2 separate regions of the Macaca mulatta genome follow, and region 1 is linked to region 2. A link is a contact called in public Hi-C data. All regions are on one chromosome and are shown on one strand. The core of a region is the stretch at or near the end of the contact, and the rest is flanking DNA. Distances in the headings are between cores, read along the strand shown. Region 1 holds the start of NUAK1 (NUAK family kinase 1). Region 2 has its middle 81 kb from the start of C11H12orf75.

Region 1 (6,253 bases), core at 2,180-4,679, 710 kb before region 2:
TTATTGAGTGTATATATTCTAGCCCTTAATCTTCATACCAACCCTGTGGGATGTATTACTGGTATAACTGCTAATACCACATACATTGTTACCATCACCACTTTGCAGATTAGAGAACTGAGGCATAGAGGGGGAAAGCAATTATCCAAGATGATCATAAGTGGTGGAACAGGGATTTGAACCCAGTCACTCTACCTCTAGATCTCAAGCTCTTCATCAAGGAGCCTGGGCTCTTGTTGGAGAAAATCCTTTAGCGATGTGAAAACATTCACACACAGTGCCTGATAGCATTGTGCTGAAGTGTGGTTCCAATTATAAATGTGGTAGGAATTCAGTCTGGAGAGGAACTCCCAGTGCCTGGGCATGACTGTGTGCTACGCATTGTACCGGGTGTTTTTCATCCTTCCCATTTAAGGAGATGGAGCATGGCATATATGGAAGGAGAAGAGGGGGAGCTTTGGAACTGGACAGGTAGGGTTTAAATCCTGGTGCTGCCATTTACAAACTGTGTAACCTCTGGGAAATTACTTAACCATTCTGATACGGTTTCTTCAATTGAAAATAGGGATTGTGGCCGGGCGCGGTGGCTCAAGCCTGTAATCCCAGCACTTTGGGAGGCCGAGGCGGGCGGATCACAAGGTCAGGAGATCGAGACCACAGTGAAACCCCGTCTCTACTAAAAATACAAAAAATTAACCGGGCGCGGTGGCGGGCGCCTGTAGTCCCAGCTACTCAGGAGGCTGAGGCAGGAGAATGGCGGGAACCCGGGAGGCGGAGCTTGCAGTGAGCCGAGATCGCGCCACTGCACTCCAGCCTGGGCAACAGCGTGAGACTCCGTCTCAAAAAAAAAAAAAAAAAAAAAAAAAGAAAATAGGGATTGTAAACAGCTACTTTACAGAGGAGGGTTCACTGTCATAAAACAGTACCAGCCTATGGTAGAGCAGATGCTGTTGATTCAATAGATACTGATGAAGTCCCACATATCTGGGAGTAACACTATCAGCCAGAATAAGCCAGGTTATGCTGCTTTAACAAATCCCACTGGCTTAACATAAATAAAGTTTAATATTTGCTGACGCTACTTTTCCAAAGCAGATTGGCTGGGATTTTCTGCCATCTTTACACAGAGACTCAGCTGGCTTAGGGAGGCTCCAACTTTGTACCACCATGATTGTCAAGACAGGAAAAAGAAGACATGGGGATTTGGTCACTGGCTCCTAAAGTTTCCATGTGAAAGCAACACAATCACTTCTGCTCTCATTCCATTGGCCTAAGCAAGTCCTATGGTCACATCTAACTTCAAGAGAATGGGGTAGTGGATTTCTACCACATCCCAGGGGAGAGGAAAAAGTAGAAAACATTTTAAAATACTACTGCAGACACAATGTGTTTCTCTCTACAATAGATCTGCTAATCCGTATCTTAAGAGGAAACCCAAGCTCTGAGAGGTTAAGTCATTTGACCAAGGTCACACAGCCAATCCTCTGTGAAAACAGGACTCAACACATGCCACTCACCCTGACTGTAGGATCTATAGGGACAACATCCACAAACTTTGTATAGAAAGCAGAACAGTTTCAGGATGGGGGGCAGGGAGGCCCTGCAGAAAAGGAATTGAACAGGCATGATGGTGGACAGAATAGGAATTGAATAGGCATGATGGTGGACAGAATAGGAATTGAATAGGCATGATGGTGGACAGAATAGGAACTGAATAGGCATGATGCACCTTTGTGTTTGTGTTCTGTGATTGATCCTGGGAAAGGGAAGAAGGGGCAGGGGAGTTTGTGTCAAACTTCAGTAGAAGAAAAGTTTGGACAGGTAAGAATATCACGCGTCAGAGTACAGCAGAGACACATGTGTGGAGGATGAGGGCAGTGTTTCAGGCCATTACTCTGGCAGCAGTGAGGAGGCTCCCGGGGAGGGCGGGCTGTTGCAGGAGTCCGGGGTAAGGTGAGGAGGGGCAGACAGGAATGAAGGCGGCGGGAATGCAGAGGAAGGGCTGGACCTGAGAGCTGCAGAGGAGGCTCCAGTGAGGTCCACTGGTGGAAAAGAATCGCCATGCGATTTGCAGAACACCAGATATTCTTCAGCCTTCACTCTTCCCACCCCAGTCTGGTATATTGCACCATTTGTTTAAAAAAAAAAAAAAATTCCCCAAGACCTTTTTCTCTAGCTTTCTTCCTTATTTTTCATGGTCTCTTCTTAGAAGGGGGGCAGTCACACCGCGGTGGGAGGCCCTTCCTGCCTGACCCTTACCGTGCGGGGTACCGTTCCTGTCACCATCGCCAGGATCAGGCTGGCCCTTACAGTGAAAGGAAATCTTCCAAGGCCTAAGGAGGCAAGAGGCCTTCAAGTCGCCTCCTGCTCAGCAAAGGGGTTGCTCAGCAGGCCGGGGTTCCTGGTCCACCCCAGGTCCCTGGTTTGCCCACCTCCGATGGCGGCCTTCGCTGGCAGTGTGGGCGCCTCTGGGGAGCCAGCTCCATCTCAGCGCCTTTAGAACCTCATCTCTTCCACGTCCCCGGCCTTCCTCCCCTTCCAGGCTGCTGTCCCTGCCGGGGTCCAGATAGTGTCCGAGGGCCGGCGGTTCGACGGCGGGCCCGGGGTTCAGCCTCCCGGCCTCCCTCGTCCCCGACTCTCCTTTCTTCCGAGAGGGCGCGGGGTCCGGGGCCAAAGCGCCGCTCTTGGGATTCTCCTGGACTCGGAGGTGCCCCAGGCGGGCGCAGCTCTGCCCCGCGGGGTGCCAGCCTCGGCGGGCAAGGTCCGTGAGTCACCGCCTGTAACCCAACACCAGGCCTCCCTGCCCCCTCCCCCAGCTCCGGCCGCCAGGCCGCGGCGACACCTACAAGAAAATGAAGGGGCGCCTGGGCCCGCGGCGCCCCCGGCCGGATGGCGAGCAGGTCCCGGCGGCCCCCGGCTCGCGGCGCTCTAGCTTCCCTGGCCCCGGGGCTCGGTCAGCCGCAACCGCCGTCCCGGCGCGAGCAGGAATCCAGGCCGAGCGGCCGGAGCCGGAGCCCCGAGGCGGCGGAGGGCCCGCGATAGCTGCGACTGGCGAGCCCTAGAGCGCCCGGGGAGGGGGCGCCCAGCTTGGAATTTCCCGGTCCCCTCCGGCCCAGCGAGGACCAAGCGCCCCTGGCCGCCGCCGCCGCCGCCGTGGCCTACGCCGCGCCGCACAAAGAGCGAGTCGCGACACGCTCCCATCCCCCTCCCAGCTCACGGCGGCCCCGGCCCGGGGTGGCTGCAGGGAGGTGGGGGAAGCCCTAGCTGCACCGCCCCTCGCTCCTCCTCCCCCGGGGCAGCGCGAGCGCCGTCCCTGCCCCCGCCCCCGCCCCGTCTGCGCGTCCTCCAGGGGAGGGGTTGGGGGGCGCGGCGCCCCACATAACACTCCCCCTCCTGCGCTCCGAGCCACCCTCTCCCCTCCTTCCTGCAAACACCACCGCCTCCCCTGCCACCGCCGCCACCTCGCCCGAAGCTCCACAGTTCGCCGCGGCCGGGGGGCGGTGCGCGGACCGTGCGCGCCGCGGGCGCCAGATGTGCAGTCCCCGCCGCCGCCAGTGACCGAGCCGCAGCCCGAGCGGGATCGGGCCGCCTCCCTGATGCTGCGGGGGCGACCTTGAGCGTACCGCGGCTTCCCTTAGTGGGGACCACGACAACCCAGCGCTGTGCCCGGTGTTGCCCTCTGCAGCCCGGCTCGCCCCGCGCTTGGACATGGAAGGGGCCGCCGCGCCCGTGGCGGGGGACCGCCCCGACTTGGGGCTGGGGGCGCCGGGCTCTCCTCGAGAGGCGGTGGCGGGGGCAACTGCTGCCCCCGCGGCGGCGGCCGCCCCGGAGCCCAGGAAGCCTCACGGGGTGAAGCGGCATCACCACAAGCACAACTTGAAGCACCGCTACGAGCTGCAGGAGACCCTGGGCAAAGGCACCTACGGCAAAGTCAAGAGGGCCACCGAGAGGTTTTCGGGCCGAGTGGTGAGTGGGTCAATCCTGGAGGGTGCGGGGGAAGCTGGCTGGACGGGCTGGGGACCGATGGCGTGGGAGGCGGGGATCTGTGCGCCCTAGGGCTCTCTTGACAGAGAGGGGGCTCATTGGGAAGCCCCGAGACAGACTCCTCACTCTTTCCCTAGCACCCCGTGACTCAGGCGTGTCTCTGTCCTGAAACACTTGTTACATCCTGTCTGCACATATTTTATTTTATTTTTTGGTTTGTTTTAAAAAATTTAATCCCAGCAGCAAAGGAATGTTTTAGATTTGCAAACATTTTGCAGCGTTGGGACGGCCGGGGTCTCCCTCGCAGGCACACATTCAGACCATGCCCCGAAATGCCTTATTTCCACAACTCTCCAAATAACCACATTCCCAGCTAGGAGCTAGCCCCTCAAGTCCCGTGTTTTTAGCCCCTCAAGTCCCGTGTTTTGTAGGTGTCCCTACCCCCTTGCACCCATCTGCCCGCAGCCCCTTGCTCTGCATCCTCCCACTCAGACTCTGCATTGCCCTGATGATGCTGTGGCTGCAAGGGAGGGCGACTCCTGCCTGTTTTTGAGACAAGGTTAGGGAGCAAAAATAAAGACTACTGCAAGTCTGAGGATTCTAACAGTTTGCATTGTGGCTTTGGGAGGAGTGAAATGTCCAAGGCATGTGTAGCTACACAGATAGCTGTGCTTAGTTGCAGCCGGCTCAATTGCGTTTCAGCTCCTGGTTGCAGGGCTACCAAACTGCTGAAGGGGTCTGGCCCCGCTGCTCTTGTGACAGCTGACACCCTGCCAGGGTCCTGGCACCATTTGCACAGCTACAAGAAGTGCTTTGAGTGCCTTGGGGTCTGTCTGCCTTGTCCCAGCCTTGGTTTGTTGTTATTTTCACTTCTGCAGAACAGGCCCTTGAAATCCACACTGCTTGTGGCTAGAGAGTTGGGTTCAAAGTGACTGACTGTTGCAGAAAGATTTTGTGTGGTGTGTGGCAGAAAATTAACATGGTTCTTTGATTTGAAACAGATCAGATGTATTTTAATCGATTTAGGGCCAAAGTCAGAAACTAGTTATGGGGCTTCTTGTGTGCACTTTTGGGAGTGTTTTGGGGGCTCAGGGTTGCTTATAAACAACAAATGACTGCAGGAAAAAAGGAAAATGAGCTGTCAAATAGCAGCTTAATATTGACATGTTTCTTTTGCATTTGGGCAGGGACAGTTCTGTGAAAAAAATGGGGGTGCCAAGTCAGCAAAGTTCAGTCCCCAAATTCTCAAATATCTGGATATCTGGATAATGTCCTCCCAACCCATTTCTCAGATTCGGTGTTTGAGTCTATATAACTTCATCCCATAACGTTATTTTAAAAAAAAATCTGTTATCAATTAATTGGAAATTTGAGATGTACATTTCTTTTTAAAGCTAGCTCTGTAATAAATTCTACAGCAAGCAAGTAGTTGAGAATTCACTCTGGGCAGGTGCCATTTTTGTAGGATGAAATTGTTACAGGGGCGGGTTGTAGGGGTGGCCTCTGATGAAGGCATTTTCAGGTTTGTGGAAGAAGAGGCTGGGACATGTGCGCTTCATTCATGCTTTTCTTCTGAGGTGATATTCCCCAGGCTGGATGTTGAATAAGCAAAAACTAAGCTTAGCTCCCTGCTCATGTTGTCTTAATAGCTGCTGAAGAATCGCACTGGGAAGGTGGGAAGCAGAATAATGAAAAACAGACGCAGTTCGAGTTGCAGGTTGAGAATGTGAGACTATGAGGGGTTGTTGAAGTGGTAAGGGTGTGCCTGGGGTCTGTGAAGGGACCCCAAAGTCTAAATGCTGGGGCACTGCCTCAGACCCTTCTAAAGAACGAACCCTTGTCTTATGGCAGATGCCTTTCTGAGCGTCAGTGGGACTTCCTGTCAGGCGTTCTTCGAACTGCCTGATCCACAGACTAGGTTAGAGTGAAAGGCATTTGCATCAGTAGGCAGCAGTCCGCCTTTCTCTTTGGGGGATGTCTTTCTCTTATTTGCAGAAACTGAACATTCCGTCAGGATTTAGTCAAGAGGCCGCGAGGGGGCGCCCTGAGAACGAGAGAGGCTTCTTTACCAGCCACAGGTCTGAAGTCCCGCTGTGTTATTGTTCAACCCTAGTTCAGTTTCCCATTGTGCTATTAATTTCAGCTAAATCACTAGTTTTACCCCAAAATTATATAAAGATTTTAAATCTGGCATCAGACCCACGCCCAGAAACTGGCAGTCTCTAAAATGCTTCATTTATTCACGGGGCTGCTTTCTCCTTGATAGCTA
Region 2 (5,778 bases), core at 680-3,179:
CTGGCCACAGCAGGCAGTGTGAAATGGCCAGGGAATTAAAACTTCCAAGAACAACCCTCAGCCAGTGAGGGATGGAAGTTGGTGGATAAACACCCCAGCACCCTCACCCTGCAGTAGACCAACCCCAGGATGTGCCCTGCACAGTCTTCAGGGCCCTTGTGGCACTGAGACCGAGTTGCCCACTTGTGAATACATCAATAATTGGGTTTCCTCCCTTTTCTGAGTCCCTGCCCAGTCCCTCCCGGTGCATCCTGGGATCAGCTCCCAAATGAACTACTTGCACTCAAATACTTGTCTCAGGATGTGCTTTTGGGGAAACCCAAAGTAAGACAATAGCTGAGGTTCAGAGAGTTTCAGTTGCCCATGATCTCACAGTTAAAAAGCTTGGCTGAGCCACAGTTGACCATCTTCCTCTGATTTCAAAGTGCCTGTCCTTGTCCCCTGGCCTCTCTGCCTTATACCCTACCCGGCTGTTTGGGAATTAAGTGAGATAATGCAAATGAAGAAGAGGGTCAAATAGCAAGTGAATGATTTTAATGCTTTCACTGGCTGTTCCCCATGGCCCTGTGAGGTGGACAAGAGGTAGACAAGTTTGATGCCCACTCTATAGAAAACTGAGACTCAAGGCCTTGTACAAAGCGACCGGCTAATAGGTGACAAATGACAAGATGATTCTCAGCTCCTCCAGGTCCATTTTGCATCTTTCTCTGCATTTCTCTGTACCTGGGGGGCTAATGCCACTGGACATCTCCACCCAGGACCCCTTGCCCTCTGGCTTCTAGTTTCACCCAACAGAAGGCACGGACAGGAAGAGAGAAGAGAGGGTTATTTAAATCCCTAGTCCCTCTTTGATGGGCTGTGTTTCTCTACCTAAGCCATAGCTCCCTTCCAACCGCTTTAGGTTTTTTGTTTTTTGTTTTTTTTTTTTTTAACTAATTTAGATTTATATGGGTTTTTTTTTTTTTTTTTTTTTAGAAATCTCAAATCCTGGGGAAGAGAAGAGGAAATGACGTCAGTTCACTAAGACCCCAGCACACTTTCCAAGTGCCAATTGGCCCCATCCCTGTCTCAGGGCTCCAGCTCTCACTGATACTGTGGGTAGGAGCTCACCCTGGTCTTGCCCTTCGGCAGGCACTAGGACTTCTGCTGTTTCTGGTCCCAGAGTGTTTCTTACCCAAGCCCACATCTCTACAAATAATCTTCATGACACTCTCTTCACTTAAATCTTTTGAAGTGTCATTTTCATTCTTGTTGAGACTTTGGCTGATCTGGAAGCCTTAGCAATCAATGAAAGGGGGAGAAAATAGAATACGTATGGAGCAAATACCATTCTCCAGGCTCTGTGTTGAGTCCTCTGTTCGTGAGCCTCACAATACTGTTGTGAGGTAGGGAATAAGATGATTCTCATTTCACACATAAATGACTTGAGGCTAAGAAATGGTACATGGACCAAAATCCAGGTCAGTCAGAATTGACAGCCCATGCTCTCTCCCCAACACCACAAAGACCACACTGTTCTCTAACCTAACTTGCCTTCACTGTAAATAACTATTGGGACCAGAGCCCTCCAACCTTGCCCGGGGCATGTCAGGAAACCCAAGCACACCCTGCCTATGGCAAGGGTGTAGCATCTTTGTGACAAATGAGCTTTCCATGAATGGAAACAGCCTTTCCCTTCGGTGAGGAGAGGCAGGATTTCATGTGAATGTGTGATGACTGGCAGGGAGCCAAGAATAAGAGCAGGAAATGGGAGCCCAAGTGAGATAACTGCCACGGACATTGAGGGGAGGGGGCAGGATAAACAGAGGGGGTTCAATTTTGCAAAGCATTGGAGAGCTTGTTGGATTAAAGACGGCCCTTGGGGAGAGTCGGGGATATTAGGAAAAGGGGGAGCCAGCCTTGGCAGGCAGCGGAGACTGACTGCTGGTGGAGCAATTAAAGGGCGGAGCAAGTGGGCAGGAAACCACAGAATAATGCAAAACCCAAAAGCAGGCATCTAAAATGTGCAAAAAAAAAAAAAAAATTATAAGGCAAAACATAGCAGACCAGAGTGTGTGCTTAGTAGCTAAAAATATTTGAGACAACATGTTAGAATGAGAAACATATGGAGTAAGCGGCAGCTGCCATTCAATTTAGCAGCTCAAGAAATGTGACTTGTCCCCATGGGCGCTGGGAGGAGGAAATACTTGGAAAGAAAGAGTTCAGAATTCTAAATAAAGACATGAGGCTGAATGGGCACAGAGGAGTTTTCCCCAATATTTGACAATTGTGAATAAAATCAGAAATACTAGATGAATCGCAAGATCCATTAGAATAGTGCCAATTGTATTCTCCTCACTCTATATAAATCTACAATGTACCCATTACAAATTAATCATAACTTCCAGCTATTTAGCACCCACATACCGGGCACTTTGCATATATTATTTTGAATTCTCCCAACAACCCTGCAAGTAGTATTATTGTCCCCATTATATAGATTTTGAAGCTGAAGCACAGAGAGTTTGACGTCACACAAACATCTGGTGAGAGGCCTGGTGAGGAATTAAATGCAGATCACTGTCCCCGGGGACATTCCATTACCCCATGGCAAATCCCAAAACCTAAGCTTTCAAAATGGTCAGATACTCTCATTTTCAGAAGAGAAAACAGAAGTATGAAAAGGGGAGAGATATATCCTACAGAAGTGGAGACCCTAGAATTTCACCAAAGTTCTAGGGAGTTTGGGAAATCTTAACATTACTGAGCCCAATTCCTCTACTTTAATGTCAACATGATCCCGCCAAGATCCCAGAGCCAGGGCAGCAGGGTAGCACATTTTTCAAGCACAGTAGCACAGATTCCTACCATTCATGTATTCATTTATTCAGTCAACAAACATTTATCAAGTCCCTACTTGGTGCCAACAACCATGTGCTATGAAAATATTTTTCCAGTAGGCAGCTAGAAGGTACTTGGTTTGTGTTTCCTTTTGGGTTTCTTTTTCTTTTTTCTTTTTAGCACATTTCCACTTAATTCACTGCATCAGGTCCGCAAATTCTCCTCCAAAAACTCAGTTCAGCTAATAACCAGCATACTGCTCTCTTTAGAATATTTATGATCAAATAACAGTCCTTTGTTTTTTCCAGTGGTGATTGTGTTTTCTGTTCAGTAACAATGGCAGCTCTGAAAGCGTGTATTTTCTTTAGAAAGCGTGTATTTTCTTTAGCAAATATGAACAGTAAAGGCCTCTTATATTCCCTTTTCAGAGCTGAAGAAGGTAATTGAAAGGGTGCTTTGTAAAAGGATCTGAAAAAACAAACATGGATTTGGCTAGAATTTTATTGGAAATCTGGAAACCTAGAGGGGGGAAGAAAATAGGTTTTCCAAATACCAAAACATTCTGAACAAACATGCTGACCTACTCATCAATAAGCTTTTGCTCTGTAACAAATGACTCCCAAAACTTAGTGAGTGAAGACAACAAACCCTTATTATTTCCCATGAACCGGTGGGTCTGCTCTGTGGTTTGTCTGGGCCCCTCTGGCCAGGACTGGGTGGTCTAGGACAGCATCCTCAACCGTTTGGCACCAGAGACCAGTTTCATGGAAGACTTTTCCACAGATGGGGTGGAGTGGGTAGAGAGGACGGCTTTGGGATGAAACTGTTCCACCTCAGATCATCAGGCATTCGTTAGGTTCTCCTAACAAGCATGCTAGCTAGATCCCTCGCATGCACAGTTCACAATAGGGTTCATGGTCCTGTGAGAATTTTTTTTTTTTTTTTGAGACGGAGTCTCGGTCTGTCATCCTGGCTGGAGTGCAGTGGCTTGATCTTGGCTCACTGCTACCTCCGCCTCCCGGGTTCAAGTGATTCTTCTGCCTCAGCCTCCCGAGTAGCTGGGACTACAGTCGAGCACCACCAACCCAGCTAATTTTTTCTTATATTTTTAGTAGATTTGGGGTTTCACCATATTGGCCATTCTGGTCTCGAACTCTGGACCTCGTGATCCACCCGCCTTGGCCTCCCAAAGTGCTGCGATTACCACCGCGCCTGGCCTCCTATGAGAATTTAATGCCGTCACTGATGTGACAGGAGGCGGAGCTCAGGTGGTAATGCTCACTCACCTGCCACTAACCTCCTACTGTGTGACCCAGTTCCTAAGAGGCCACAGATCAGTACCAGTCTGTGGCCTGGGGCTTGGGGACCCCTGGTATAGTATACCACAGACATATGTCTGAGGCCTTGCCTGGGATGCATGGGGCCTCTCTTCCTTCAGGACCCTGTGTCTGAGGCCTTGCCTGGGATGCATGGGGCCTCTCTTCCTTCAGGACCCTGTGTCTGAGGCCTTGCCTGGGATGCATGGGGCTTTCTCTTCCTTCAGGACCCTGTGTCTGAGGCCTTGCCTGGGGTGCATGGGGCCCCCCTCTTCCTTCAGGAGCCTATGTCTGAGGCCTTGCCTGGGGTGCATGGGGCCCCTCTCTTCCTTCAGGAGCCTATGTCTGAGGCCTTGCCTGGGGTGCATGGGGCCCCTCTCTTCCTTCAGGAGCCTATGTCTGAGGCCTTGCCTGGGGTGCATGGGGCCCTGTCTCCTTTCAGGAGCCTATGTCTGAGCCCTTGCCTGGGGTGCATGGGGCCCCTCTCTTCCTTCAGGAGCCTATGTCTGAGGCCTTGCCTGGGGTGCATGGGGCCCCCCTCTTCCTTCAGGAGCCTAGCCTGGGCTTCTTCACACACCATGGAAGGGTTGTCAGTAGCAAGCCTAGGCAAGTGCTTTACAGGACTTTGCTGTATCACATTGGCTACTCTCCCACTGGCTAAACCAAGTTACAAGGCCAAGCCAGATTCAAGAGCTGGAAGAATAGACTCTGCTTCTTAAAAAGTGGGTCTACAAAATATTGTGCCCATTTTTTTCTCTCATTCCTTCTGCTGCTGAGACTTTTGCCGGCTGAGAGCCCTCAACTGTTATCTCTCTCCAGAAATTGCTCTTTTTTCCCTGAAGAAAGCTGCCTCACTGAAGGACACCCCACCTTCCCAGGGGCAGTCTATAGTGGTAACTGGCTGTCTTAGTTCATTTGGGCTGCTACAAAAGCGCCATGGACCGGGTGGCTTAAGAACAACAGAAACTCATTTATCACAGTTCTGGAGGCTGGAAGTCGAGGGTCAGGGTGCCAGCACTGCTGGGTTCTGGTGGAGGTTCTCTCTGGGATGCAGATGGTCGCCTTCTCATTTTATCCTCACATGCCAGAAAGAGAGCAAGAGAGATTTCTGGGGTCCCTTTTATAAATCCCACTCATGAGGGTTTCATCCTCAGGACCCAATCACTTCCCAAAGGCCCCATCTCCATCACATTTGGGGGTTAGGATTTCAACATGAACTTTTGGAGAGACACAAACATTCAGCCCACTGCACCAGTCAATACAGGAATATAAAGGCCTAGGCCATTGCCCAAATCTGGGACAAGTCTGAAGGTTCAGAGCTTCCCAAAGGGGTCAGCTGAGGCTCTAGATGAAACTGAATTGCAATCCAACACCTCTCTCTTTTCAGTCTCACTTCCTGCCCTGCCACCACAGGTGTCCATGCTGAGCACACCTCCTGGTAAACCTATGCACTCGAATCTCTGTCCAGCACCTGCTTCCTGGGGAAATCAACCAAACAGATGATGCCAGGAGTAGTCTGAGAAAGAAGATGCTAAGATGGGAACTGAGGCTGCCAGCTGACCACTGACAGGCAATGAGAACCCTGTTACCATTGGTACACTGAGTTGATATAGCCTGTCACACAAGATGGTGATGAAACTGG

What was found. A called contact is a pair of places that touch in the nucleus more often than the background predicts.
Region 1: a Hi-C map of fetal cortical plate shows a contact between it and region 2, with 3 times the contacts expected there. The contact joins the promoter of NUAK1 here to the enhancer-like site in region 2. A contact is called at or near these places in 6 of 14 Hi-C or Micro-C datasets (blood, cortical neurons, fetal cortex germinal zone and 3 more).

What each region holds. Positions count from the first base shown.
Region 1 is chr11:113,359,076-113,365,328 of T2T-MMU8v2.0, reverse strand. It overlaps NUAK1 (NUAK family kinase 1), which reads left to right and starts at 3,429. Exons shown (of 7, transcript XM_001098986.4): 1 at 3,429-3,966. The coding sequence starts at 3,709. LOC114670941 (a long non-coding RNA gene) reads right to left here and starts at 2,865. Exons shown (of 2, transcript XR_013401303.1): 1 at 2,260-2,865.
Region 2 is chr11:112,651,337-112,657,114 of T2T-MMU8v2.0, reverse strand. No RefSeq gene overlaps it. Among named protein-coding and RNA genes, the nearest start is that of C11H12orf75, 81 kb to the right of the region's middle. Within about 2 kb of position 1,929, at least 5 of the 40 cell types and tissues checked have an H3K27ac peak or open chromatin away from gene starts, as enhancers often do. A contact at or near this core is called in fetal cortical plate, where this site is marked.